Linked DNA regions of Mus musculus: region 2 is linked to region 1. The links are chromatin contacts, called in public HiChIP or PLAC-seq maps. All regions are on one chromosome and are shown on one strand. Each heading gives the region's core, a stretch centred on a gene start, on an enhancer-like site or on the middle of the called end of the contact. The rest is flanking DNA. Distances are from core to core; before and after follow the strand shown. Region 1 overlaps Tgfbrap1 (transforming growth factor, beta receptor associated protein 1). Region 2 overlaps Nck2 (non-catalytic region of tyrosine kinase adaptor protein 2).

What was found. HiChIP or PLAC-seq counts read pairs in DNA pulled down with a chosen protein or histone mark.
Region 2: a FOXA1 HiChIP or PLAC-seq map of pancreatic cancer cells shows a contact between it and region 1. The contact joins two enhancer-like sites. A contact is called at or near these places in 1 of 115 datasets of contacts at active chromatin or transcription factors (pancreatic cancer cells) and 2 of 9 other capture datasets (adipose tissue and liver).

Annotation. Positions count from the first base shown.
Region 1 is chr1:43,068,273-43,075,233 of GRCm38.p6, reverse strand. It overlaps Tgfbrap1 (transforming growth factor, beta receptor associated protein 1), which reads left to right. Exons shown (of 12, transcript NM_001357299.1): 3 at 3,579-3,773. Among named protein-coding and RNA genes, the nearest start is that of Gm28782, 17 kb to the right of the region's middle. Within about 2 kb of position 4,308, at least 37 of the 459 cell types and tissues checked have an H3K27ac peak or open chromatin away from gene starts, as enhancers often do. A contact at or near this core is called in pancreatic cancer cells, where this site is marked.
Region 2 is chr1:43,451,362-43,458,322 of GRCm38.p6, reverse strand. All of the region lies in intron 1 of Nck2 (non-catalytic region of tyrosine kinase adaptor protein 2), which reads right to left. Among named protein-coding and RNA genes, the nearest start is that of Nck2, 9.1 kb to the right of the region's middle. Within about 2 kb of position 3,507, at least 17 of the 459 cell types and tissues checked have an H3K27ac peak or open chromatin away from gene starts, as enhancers often do. A contact at or near this core is called in pancreatic cancer cells, where this site is marked.

The DNA of each region.
Region 1 (6,961 bases), core at 3,059-5,558:
TCGCTGCTCATGGCGCCTGCATCCTGCCTGCTCTCTTAGGTCCTTTGGACACACCTTGCAGTAGGAGGGTGAGGGTTCCACAGTGACATATGCTGTTACTTACTGACAGGGTCCTAAGAAACACAGCATTAGGTGCTTCCAGCACTGTACAATCATCAGAGTATCTGTTGGTCAGTTAATGTGAACAGCATCTCTAGGAGACTTAGTATTCACGTGCCTTCGCTGTGGCCCAGATGGCATGTGACATATGGTTGTACTCATGAGTGCCTGGCAGCATTGGAAATGAGTGGCCAGGTCATAGCAGGTCTGCCTGACCAACATGTGCTGAAATTCCATTGTAGCTGTGGGGGGGTCACCATTTCCTACCAGAGTGATTTTTCAGATTTAATCAGTGACCCTCTTTAACACCTCATTAATAAAGAGAGTTAGAATTTATACTAGGGCTCATTCTTGGTGATGAACATTTGACAGGTTTGCCCAAGTATACAGTGACTTGTAACCACTACAGCAATATCATACACTGTCTTAAAAGTCCCTAAGCTTGACCTAGTCACCATGAACTCCTATCCTATCTCCTGGCAGCCACTAAGCTTGGACTGTCTACATAGTTGGTCTTGGAATGTGTTCTAGAATCATATGACATGTAGCCTTTCAAAGTGGCTGCTTTTACTTGACTATGTATTCAAGACTCTTCCATGTCTGTTCGCAGCTTGATAGAAGAAGAAAATGCTTGGTCCCAATGTCCTTTGCTCTAAAAAAGAAAAAAAAATTATGGAAGGCATGTATACATATGCACCGGGTATTACCGTGTGTCCCTTGGTAAGGGTTATTTACAAAGTCCCGTATAATCCAATGTGCCGACTTTTTGAGTTTTTACTTTATGATTTTTGAGTTGTAATTAGGAGACTTCCCTGTCTTCCAGGTTATATAGTCATTTGTATTTTCTGATGCTCATCTGTGTGGTCTCCTGTCTTACCATGTAAAGAACTGATTTCAATTGCTATTTTATTTATATGACTGTCCACTATTCCCACAAGCTGTTGGCAGAGCCCTTAGTTGCTGGTTTTGGTGGCTGCCTTTGATAGACACTAACTCTATGATACACTGTATCTATGTCTGGGATTCCCATTTCATTCCACCGGTCCTCTAGTGCAGCCCTAGATGCTCTGGTTATGACATCTTCCCAAGGACGCTGTTGGAGTCCCATGTTCCTCTCTTGGTCAGTGTCAGATTAAAGGGATTATTGGGTGCATTCACCGCTCCCTCCAATTTACTATGTCTCAACTGTATGAGCGTCATAGGTAAATGAACCAACCCACTTAAGTATCATTTTGCTTGTAGTAAATACAGTGATAAGTAAATAGACAGAATATATATAAGGTCTCTTATGTATACCATATGCAGATATAGGTTCTACAAATAGCATCATTACATGGCTCCAGACATTAAGAGTTCAAACAAATTACTATCAAGATTGTAAATGCACATTTCAGCATGACGCCTATTTCTATTTTTGACTCTGCCTTTCTCTCTAAGTGTAGTTTTTGACCACTCTTGTCATAAGAGACCATGCATGACCTTTCATAACACAAGTTGACCAGATTTTTTTTTATATAATACTTTGACTAACCCCCTTGATGGTGCTTCTCAGACACAGAAAACAATGCAGTTGCTCTTCATGTTATGTGGGCTTAGATCACAAGTAAGCTTGAACCAGAAGGGACATGGCCAAGAAGAATGGTTTTAAAAGTTCTTGTGCCCTTTCCAAATCTCTTAGGTTGCATGCTGACAACATTAAGGCTCCTTTGGTAGCCCAGAAAAAGAGAGCTAGCTGGGACACTTTAGCGATTGTCTAGTTCATGCTCCAATCCCTAGCCTTCTTCCTAGCTTGACTTGACTTCACTTGGCAGTTAGGGCTCTGCTCCTTCATTCCAGTGAAGCTGCAGAAGCTGTGGTTCATGACCCCTGGTTTCTGCACTCTTTATGTCAGAACCATTAGCCGGAGGCTCTGCACTCTGTGATTCTCTTGAGAAGGTCAGTGCAGTGCCTTCATTCATAGCTGGGTTTCACTGCCTCAGTGTTTTTTGACGCTATTTTGTATACTTGATGTTACTATTTGCTATGATCAGGATGCCTGTCTGTCCCCAAAAGGGTCCCTGTGTTGCAGTCTTAGTCTCTATGGTGGCCACTGGAGAATGGTGGATCTCAGCCTAGCACAGTGGTTCTCAGCCTTCCTAATGCTGTGACCCTTAATATAGCTCTCGTGTTGTGGTGACTCCCAACCATAAAATTATTTTGTTGCTACTTTATACCTGTAAGTTTGCTACTTTTATGAATCATAGTGTAAATATCTGTTTTCCAGTGGTCTTTGGCCCACCCTAATGGCCATTTAGCACCCCATAAAGGGGTTGCAACCCACGAGTTGAAAACTTCTGTTCTAGGCAGGTGGAATCTGGAGAGAAGCCCTAGGGTCAGTCTTGACAAAGGTTAGGTTCCTCCATCCCCATTTAAGTGGGTTTGCTTCCTGGTTCATGAGGCAAATGGCATCATCCTGCTTCATGCTTCCCAGCAAAGACCCAAAGCAGTGGGGCTCTTGGCCCCTCACCCACCTACCCTTCCACCCTGTGTTATAACAAGAGCCATTGATGCTTTTGTTTCTTCAGTGTTGTCTAAACATTTGGAAGCAACAGTGTGGTGCTTTCAAAAGTTAAAGTTAAAATGGATTGACACCTCTGCGTCAAAATATTCATCTCAGTGTTCCCCAATAGCAGTTGCCTTCCAGTGTACGTAACTGCCACAAGCTTATTATGGACAGATGCTTCACGGCAGTCTGTCTTGAATCACGAATCCAGTTTTCTGTGTTAGGTGATGTGTATTCTTATAGCTCATGCACGCTCTCAGTGATAAAGCAAGGGGTGACACCAATAATCAGCGCTCAGACCTCAACTCGAAGCACAGCCAGCCTCTCATAGTGGAGTGTCTGGCACATGGCAGGTGCTCAGTGAATAAGTTGACCAAATGTGTGAAAAGGAAAGAGCTGAAGCCTAGATGGAGGGGTGGTGGACATGGACGAAAACGTGCCAGGCTTCCTAAGTAGCTTCCATGTGGGGAACATGTCATTTGCAAATGAGCATGTAAGCTCAGTGGAAACAGTTTAAAGTATCGTTTGTAGTTGGAAGCACACATGATTTGCACTCTGAGTAAGGTAGTTCTCGTCACGGCGATACAGTCATATATGATTCTTTACACTGAACATATTCTGTTATTGTTTTAAAAATGCAAGCCTGGGGCTGGAGAGACGGCTCAGCGGGGAAGAGCACTGACTGCTCTTCCAGAGGTCCTGAGTTCAAATCCCAGCAACCACATGGTGGCTCACAACCATCTGGAATGGGGATCCGATGCCCTCTTCCGGTGTGTCTGAGGACAGCGACAGTGTACTCACATACATGAAATAAATAAATACAAAAATCTAAAAAAAAGCCTGTTGGAGAACAGAAGGAGAGTTACTTTTCACCCAGCCATCTCTATGGCAAAGAATACCTCATAGTTAATAGAAGACACCTCCTTTTATTTTCTAGGCATGTTTGCCACCGTGGCCGGGATTTCCCAGCGTGCCCCTGTGCACTGGTCAGAAAATGTGATTGGGGCAGCTGTTTGCTTCCCCTATGTCATAGCGCTCGATGACGAATTCATCACAGTTCACAGCATGTTGGATCAGCAGCAGAAACAGACCCTGCCCTTTAAGGAGGGGCACATCCTGCAGGACTTTGAAGGTACCTGTTGAAATAGGAATCTTAACGTTTTCATTGCAAACCTCCTGTGATCTTTCTACAGTAAATGTCATTGGGGACCCATTAGGAGCTGGGCCTTATGCTTAGAGGAGATACATTAGTAACAGAGCTGGAGAAACGGCTTAGTGGCTAAGTGCTCTTGCAGAGGACCCAGGTTACTTCCCAGTCCCAGGCTGCTCAGAGCTGTATATGTACACCTGTGTATGTTCCCCTCACACACACACACACAAATGCATGTTCAAGCACACAAAACACTCACACACAAATAGATCTTTGAAGAAGGAAAGTAATGAGTGCAGTGCAGTGTCTGTGCTTCAGGGACAGCAAGGTTAAGGGTGTAATAGGCTTTTCAGTAAAGAACCACAGTGATTTAGGACTTGGCTGGACAGACATATCAGGGAGGGCTTCCTGGGGGCGCCATTTAAGAATGGAAGGAATCAGCCAGGCAAGTGTATGCAGAACCTTCTAGCAGAGAAAAGGGTGTGTCTGAACAAGAGGTCGCAAAGGCGGGGCCTCAGTGTATGTGGAAGGTGGAGGCATTGAGTGAGGCTGCCCTGTGGTTAGGCACAGTTGGCAAGCGGCCTAAGTGTAATGCACACAAACTTCACTTCCTCTCCTTTCCATTCTGAACATTTTCAAACGTTCAGAGAAATTGACTGAGGGGCAGAATGGACCACACATTCCCTTAGCCCAGATAGAAAGCTTGGGTGTGTTTGCAGCATCTGCACTGTTTGTAAGTAAATTCTGGGTATTGCATCACTGAATATTAACCTGCGTCAACACAAATCTCCTAAGAACATTCATAGCTGAGAATGTTAATGTTCATTCTTTAGCACCATCTGTTAGCCCACTGCCGTGGTTAGGCTTTCGATTGCTATAAAGAAACACTATGACCACAGCAGTTTTTATAAAGAAAAACATGTAACTGAGGCTGGGTTATAGTTTCAGAGATTCAGTCCATTATTGTCATGGCAGAAAGCAGGGCAGCATGCAGGCAGATAGAGTGCTGCAGAAGGAGCTGAGAGTTCTACATCTGAATCAGCAGGCAGCAGGAGGGGATACTGAGACTTTGGCTTGAGCTTCTGAAACCTCAAAGCCCACCCCTCGTGGTACACTTCCTCCAACAAGGCCACACCTCCTAATAGTGCCGCTCCCTATGAGCCTATGGGGGCCATTTCTTACCACCATATTGGCCCATACTCATGTCCCCAACTTATCCAAAGAATGGCTTTGAGTATTTTATAAATCTAAGTAATACCTTATACTTGCATGTAAGGATCCCTTTGTTCTTTGAACAGTGACTGAGATGCTGGGTATATATAATGTATGTATGTATGTATGTATGTATGTATGTATGTATGTATGTATGTATGTTTCAACCTTAGTAAGAAATGTAGTACTCACAATGATGTGGGTCAGATCCAGTTAAGCACTAGCACTATTAGAGTCATCCTTTGGTACACACATCTACAAGTTGCATTATCTCTCTTGAGTAGTGAGATTCATGGGTGTTTTGGTCCCTTATATGACTTGGCTTAGTATTAGCCTAGAACCTACACACAAGTTCTTGTTGGTTTTAAATCATCTCTAAATTACTTAAGGCCACGCACAAACTATTTAAGTAGTTGTCACCTTATTTATTGTTTGGACAACTATGACCAAAATATATATATATATACACACACATATATAAATATACATACACACACATACATACATATCTCATGTGCAACTACAGATACAATCACCTCTTTCCCAGGTATTTTTGATTCCCGGTGGGTTGATCCCACAGACTCAGAAGCTGCAGACACAGGGGACTGACTGCATGCTCAGGTTACAAGACTTTGAATATTGAGTGGTTCAAACTAGCACAGGCTTACAGACATGGGGGAGACCAGTGTAGCCTGCCTTACATGGGAGCAGAGGCTCCTTAGAAGAGTAGCTTCTGGAAAGAACCCAGATGCCCCTCAGCAGAGGAATGAATACAGAAAATGTGGTACATTTACACAATGGAGTACTACTCAGCTATTAAAAAGAGTGAATTTCTGAAATTCCTAGGCAAATGGATGGACCTGGTGGGCATCATCCTGAGTGAGGTAACACAATCACAAAGGAACTCACACAATATGTACTCACTGATAAGTGGATATTAGCCCAGAAACTTAGAATACCCAAGATATAAGATACAATTTGCTAAACGCATGAAACTCAAGAAGAACAAAGACCAAAGTGTGGACACTTTGCCCCTTCTTAGAATTGGGAACAAAACACCCATGGAAGGAGTTACAGAGACAAAGTTTGGAGCTGAGATGAAAGGATGGACCATGTAGAGACTGCCATATCCGGGGATCCATTCCATAATCAGCTTCCAAACGCTGACACCATTGCATACACTAGCAAGATTTTATCGAAAGGACCCAGATGTAGCTGTCTCTTGTGAGACTATGCCGGGGCCTAGCAAACACAGAAGTGGATGCTCACAGTCAGCTATTGAATGGATCACAGGGCCCCCAATAGAGGAGCTAGAGAAAGTTGTTCCCAAGGAGCTGGGGGGATCTGCAACCCTATAGGTGGAACAACAATATGAACTAACCAGTACTTACCCGCCCCCCCCCCCCCAGCTCATGTCTCTAGCTGCATATGTATCAGAAGATGGCATAGTCAGCCATCAGCGGAAAAAGAGGCCCATTGGTTGTGCAAACTTTATATGCCTCAGTACAGGGGAATGCCAGGGCCAAGAAGTGGGAGTGGGTGGGGGAACGTGTGGGGGACTTTTGGGATAGCATTGGAAATGTAAATTAAATACCTAATTAAAAAAAAAAAAAAAGAAGAGTAGCTTCGAGCAAATGGCCAGATACTGACAGAAAAGGGAAACCATTTTAATTGGGATGCAGGAGACAGAAGAAAAAAGTTACTACTTCCTGTGAAGAGGGACTGCTGAGTTAAGAGAGGGATCAGAGTTTAATTTGAAGCTTAGTTAAAGGAGCTAATGTGGGCTGCAGTCCTGACTCTTTCACAGACAGAATTCTATAGAGCAGTGGTTCTCAACCTTTGTAAGGCCGTGACCCTGTAATACACAGCTCCTCGGGTTATGGTGACACCCTCCCCCACCATATTTTCATTGCTACTTCATAACTGTAATTTTGCTACTGTTATAAATTGTGATGTGC
Region 2 (6,961 bases), core at 2,258-4,757, 380 kb before region 1:
GTTAGGGAGGGTGGGAGAGACTTTGTGTAGTGTCACCTCTCACGCAAATGTGGAGATGGTGATTAAAGGTCAGAAATGAGTGTGGACTAAAAGAAATCTCTAGGCTAGTTTACAGGCTCCCTGGGGGTAGATCTCTGGCTGGCTCCCACAGCCCTGGCACACAGTTGGTGTCAATAAATACTCACTAAGTGAACACTGCTTATTCAAAATACAATCCCAACAGTAGTCCACCACACAAGAGAGGTCTGAAGAATAACATGATCTGTCACCTCTACATCCACCCACTTTCAGCCTCAACCTCTGTGCAGGATCTGATACACTAGCAGGGCCCTGGATCTGCCACTTAAATCATTTATTCATGCTTCCTAAAGGAAACGTTCTACCAATCAAGGACTACATCACACTAACTATAAAAGCGCCAAAGCCCTGTAAGAAACACTGTGGCAACCTCTTTCACAAAAACACAAAACAGTGTTAAGAGAAGATACATGCAATTGTGTAACTAGCCAAATCAGTAACAAAGAATCTCTACTTCCCATAGGAATCAAGACTTTAGACATCCCAATTGAGATAAACCTATTAATCAAGTTTAGAATGATATAATTTAATACAGTTCAAATTATAATGAAAAGCCAAAATATCCCCCACCTAAGGCAGATGCTTACAGGCAGGAGACAAACCGCAGTGGAGTGCAGGTTTCAAGAAACATCCCCATACCACAGATCTCTCTCCAGAAAGCCATTCACAGTTGGGAGCATACGGCCAGTTTGGATAATTTCTTCATCTACAAAACATCCGATTCACAACAGAAGATTCCTTCTACCCACCCTCCAAGAAGAAAAGGCACTGAATAGCCTATAGGCAACAAAAAGATACATACATTGCTCAGCCTCACCTAACTTCAGCAGTTCCTCTGTCCCCCAAGAGTTACCATTAACTTTCCAGAGGATCCTCAGCCATCGGAGATAGGGCTAGAGAAAAGATAAGCTATAAGATTTAAGATCTCAGAACACTGAAATTTCACTGTGTTGTATAGTATTCATCCTAGTAACAGAACCGGAAGAATGGTGATAAGAAATTCGGTCAAAAGAGGAAGAAGAAAGGACAGGAAATAATCAACACAACACAGACAGCTGCGAAGACAAGGCAACTCCAACTGGCAAGCCTCCTCCACATTGCTAGGGTCCTTTTTTTTTTTCCTCTGCTTGATCAAGAAAGAGCCTATTTACAAAGGGAAAAAAAAAAAATCAGACAGTCATCATATCCTAGGCTGGCTAATCCATAGTTGTGTAGATGCTGGGAGTCAGCAACTAACAGCCAAATTAGAATTTCCCCTTTCCTTCTCCTTCCTAAGGTCTAATTTGTGGTATTTGTGCTCTCTCTTTGAAGAGGGTAAGGACCATAGAAAGCAGACATCAAACATTCAAACACTAACGCGCGTGCCCAGCTCAAAACAAACCAGGTTGAGCCCTCAAGCCCGTGAACTTTGGTAATAACAAAATACATCTCTCTGGATAATCATCCGTGTAAAGTTTCTAAGAAAACTGATGTCTTTTGATCAGCCATTGCTCACGCAACTGATAAAGGGTCCCCTATTACCCCACATCAGTGGGCTTTTCTGAGAGCAATGGACTTTATTCACAGCTCAGATAGGTGTCACAATGCAACAATGGGCTCTTCCTAGGTATGTGGTACAGGTATGATGACTGGACACGGATAAGCAGACTGACAAACTTTGGCATTATTTTACACACACACACAAAGAGTCAAGTACATAGAAGTGTCTCCTTTACATATTTAAGGACATAGATGTACAAGTGGTATTCAGGCGTTCTAAACACGTATAACTTTCACTATGTTAATGAAAATGGAGGAATGAAATTGGTCTCCTAAAAGCAACTTCACTAACACTTATGTGGAGAAAATTGCATTCACTCCGGCCAAGGCCGATTAACTCGGGGTATTCTGAGCTAGTTAACACTTGGCTGTGGGGATAGGCTTATGTATTACAGGATTGCAACAGCCAGCCTGTATCAACCATCCATTGCAGCACCTCTAAGCATGACAAGTGTCTCTAGATATTACCAAATGTCAGCACAGGAAAGTTGCTCAGCTGAAAAATCAATGAGTTTTATAGACATAGGTAAAGGATGTTCAAGCGTCCATCAAGTTTTTCAAAACACTAACCTTGAAAAAAAGCGATTTGAATTTGCAAAAATGAACTGTCTCTATTTCCCAATCCAAATCTGATAGCAAATCAGATCCCAAAATGAAGAGGAAGCCATGCATGCACTAATATGCGGGATGTTAAAACATATTTTCTCCCTCAGGCACGGACCCCTGACCCATTAGACACAGTCGTGAAGAGAGAATCCAGTTCCACTGTAGACAGAATTAGCTTTTCTTTGGATGACTGAGTGTATCAGGTACAAGGCACAATCAAGTCTGAAAAGAACACCAAGACTCTTGACCCACAGGCAGTTCATCAAACACGCTTTAGTTCTGCCCAGGCAAAGCCGAGGACTGATCAGAAGGGATAAGAGTCAATCTATAAAGCCAAGCAAAACAGATCCTAGGGAGACTGTGAACAAGGACATAAAGGGTAGTGTGTGCGCCCAGGTGAACATAGCACATAGAAAAGCCCAGTGGTTGAACACAGGACCACACAAGAGTGAAGAAATGAAGGGAAATCCCCAAAGCACAGAAAGGGGGAAAGAATAGGCAGAAAGACTCAATTTATTATCTATCTTGCTATATTCTGCTAAGTTTGTTTCTTTAAATTCACTGATGAAACTTTCCAGCATAACTCTGAATCCTTTTATTTCTTGCTTAGAAAAAAAAAAAAATACTAACGTAGCTTGTGGTTTTTATGTCAACATCAAGCTGGCTTCCATCACACCCAATAATAAGAACAATTTATTATCAGTTCTGACTGGCCCTCCTCACACACCCAGGCTTGATACAAGCTTGTAAACTGATTAGCCATAAAATGGACACAGCAGACAGAAGGAAGAAAGGAAAGACAGCAAGCATGCTTCTGCAGGCAGGCTCCTAAGTGATATAATTAAAATATTTGTTGACTTACAGACATCCTTAAATCCTCAGCCAAAGTTCATACACTCTGAAGCGGAGGTATATCCTTGAAGGAAAATCGATAGACATGGGCAGACTGTATCATTTCCAGGCACTTTCAATGCTCGTGCAAAAGGCTTACCAAGACTCGAGTAACCTCCAAACACCAGAGGCCGAGTCTGCAAAGGTCTGGAGCACACGCTCCCGTGCCATAGTTCCCAAAGGGAGTCTGAGCAGCTGCTTCCAAGGATGCAGACTAAGAGGCAACCCTGCCTTCTACCACTAGAAGAGGCCAAAGCCAACCTGGAAATCCTCAAGACATTCCCACATGTCAGATGGGCGCAGGGGAGTCGTCCGAAGAACAGTGTAACCCTTCAGAGCTGCCTCTCCAAGGCCACTGAAGCAGTCTTAGTCATTCAGTCCTTCCCAACTCCAGAGCCTCCTTCACAAAGGAGCTGATAAGTAGTTTCCAGAATGAATCTACATCCAAGCATCCAAGCTCCACTCCCTATCATTGATTTTTTTTTTTTTTTTTGCCTTTCATCATTTCTCAAATCTTAACTATCATGAACGTTTATGTTCCATTTTATGCATTTTGGACATATCTTAACAAAGGTATAGTGGCCTGGCTTAGAGGGTGAGATGGTCAGAACAGAAGTTCCAGACCAGCCACTGGGTGGCTGTGATCTCAGCCAGCCAATCCAATCCCCTTGGATTCCAGAATAAAGGCAGAAAGTGCCGTGTTCAGGTCTTGCGAGAATTCAATGAGTTACTGTCTGTAATGTGCTTAGAACAATAATTACAATGTCTGGTCTTGCGTAGAGGGGGGGTGCATGTGTATAAGTGTGAGAGACCACTCAAAAACATGATTTTAGTTTCTATGTCTACATATAGATTAAGTATTTAGCACTGATCAAAAATATGTAAAAACTTATTTATGTTGGTAATTTAAATCTCTACAATAAAAGCACATTTCTAAAAGGTTTGTAATGCACTAAGAAGGATATGTGCTGTTAAATATACCTTGTATGCTGGATTCTGAAGACTTCATTAAATAAAAAAATAAATAAATAAACAGTCTAGTCACACATTAATTATGTTTGTAATGACTATATACATAAATCAAACTCACTATACTGGGTAAAGAAAAGCGTGACAGTAGCACTTGTTTCTTTTTACACTTTTAATGCGGCCCTGAGAACATTTAAAGTTACATCTGGGGCTGGCATTCACATGGGTGAGTGACTCACATGGCATTTCAATGGGACAGCGCTGCCCAACAAACAATGGCTTCTGCAGACAATCTTCTCTCTTCCCATAAAGTAGAGGCAGGATCCTGCTGCACTCTATGCAAAACCACAGGTACACAGCAGCCCAGCAGTCTAGGGCCAGCCCTGAGCAGCCCCAATGGGCAGGAGTGTCTAAGAGAAGCCCTGAGCAGCCCCAATGGGCAGGAGTGTCTAAGAGAAGTTCCTGACCAGAGTTAGCAAACCGCTGTGGGTATGTGATTCCAGATGGCAGTAGCTTAGGGGAGAGTGGGTTTTGGAGAACAAAGACAACAATTGAGTATGTACGTTCACATCTGTAACACCAGGGACTTGGAACATCTTGGGAGATGGATCCTGGGGCAGTGGAGACTCACCAAGTGCAAAAAGTGGCCTCAACTGAGTGTTAGGGCCCAAAGAATGAGAGAAAACAGATGGCAAGAGTTGTCAGAAGCTGTTCTGATGTCAAAGTCAAAGGAAAAAAAAGAATAGAGCAGCCAGTGAAAGCAATCTTTTGGAGGAGGAATCAATAGGGCTGATAACCAGATTGGTGACACAAGAGGGAATTTCAAGGATGAATTGGAAGATGGGTGAAGAGGATAGTAGCCAGAGAGCAAGGCCAGAAGATGATATAGTTTGAGACACTGGACATTTAGAAATAATTAGGAAAGATGACTAGTTCATATCAATGAATGAATGAAAGGATAGACAAATGAACAACACCAAAATAATGAAGCAACAAAAGAACCATGAACAAACCAATCTATATGGATGGAGAATGGTTACAGGTTAGCCCCACTCTCCAATGTGGTCACCTGTAACAGTAGACTATCCTTGGTCATAAAGACACACAGAGCACAAGATGTGTTTCACCAAATAACACCGTGCACAGTCCAGGAAGAGCACTCACAGGCTTGCAGACCACAGTCCTGTCAGAGGTAGCAGACCCTGCCCTATACTTTTACTCTCACGAGGGGTCAGCAAAGGCGTCTCTTCTCATGCAAAACCCACCATGTTCTCCGCTGTATTTATGAGAGTCCTCATAGTGAAAAACCAGGAACAAACCACAGTGAGCGGCCACAGCCAAACCACATGGTGAAGGCAAGAACTCACAGTGAACTGCTTCAAATCAAGCCTTTTTGTCTCTAATCACTCTGCTTAAAGCCTCAAAGCAAAGTGCCAGTGCTTCTTACCAGCTGTGGGATTTGAGGGCAAGACTCCATGAGGAGTTGACAGTCTCTTTTTACTTCTAGCTATTCTGAAACCATCCCTGGCAGTTGTCCTCGGAGAAAAATAAACAGATCCCAGACCTGGGTGGTGAAAGCAACTGTATGTCCTAAGACTAGCCATTTGAGAAGACAGTTACACTGTGACAGATGGAATTGTAGCCCCAGGTTCACACACTGAGGCTCTAACCCCCAAATAATGACACAATGATACCATCCCCCATCATGGTTCCAGAACCACTGAAGTTCCCAAATCTTCAGATGTTCACAGCACTTCTGTAACCTTACACAATCTTTGTGTATCACCTATGATCTTCATCCCATACATTCAAGATTATGTATACATCCAACAGCACTAATGGTATGGAAACTATACTAAGAAATACATTTTTTTAAAAAAAACTGTATATATTTAGTAAAGATAAAAGTTTGGCAATTGGTCAAAACCAGATGTTGAACACCAAATGTATCCAGATACAACATTAAAGAAGATAGTTGAAGCTGGGCATGGTGGTGCACATCTTTAATCTCAGCAGGCAGATATCTTTTGAGTTTGAGGCCATACGGTCTACACAGTGAGCTTCAGGCTAGCCAGAGATTCACACATAGTGAGTCCTCCGTCGGGGGCTGGTGAGATGGCTCAGTGGGTAAGAGCACCCGACTGCTCTTCCGAAAGTCCGGAGTTCAAATCCCAGCAACCACATGGTGGCTCACAACCATCTGTAACAAGATCTGATGCCCTCTTCTGGAGTGTCTGAAGACAGCTACAGTGTACTTACATATAATAAATAAATAAATCTAAAAAAAAAAAGAGAGAGAGAGAGAGAGAGAGAGAAGAGTCCTCCGTCTCCAAAATAAGCAATATTCTCCTATTGGGGCTGGAGAGATGCTTTACTGGTTAAAAGCTCAGACTGTTCTTACAGAGGCCAAATTTGGTTCTTAGAACCTATGTCAGGCAGCTCAGAACTTACTAACTGCAGCTTCAGGGCATCTAACACACTCTCTGGCCTCTGCAGGCACCAGCACTCACATGCATACAGCTACATACAGACACACAGACACACACACGTTCACAAACATATTTCTTTTAAAAGAAAATTTAAGTGGGGGCAGGTGACAGCTAAAGGTGGTAGTAAGAATGGGAACCTTATCTAATAGAACTGCTTCCTTCCTAAGAAGATGAGGGCCCAGCAGAGGGCCCCTTACTCTATACACCTGCAGTAAATAAAACAACCAAAACAAAGCTGCCAGTTAAAGACAAGAGGGCCAACAGGAAGACAGACAACATAAGACAACATAACCTTGGTCTTCCTGCTTCCAGGATGCTGAGAAAGTTCACTCTGCTGTTTCAGCCACCTAGTGCAGTATTCCACTACAGAAGACCAAGCAGACCAAAAC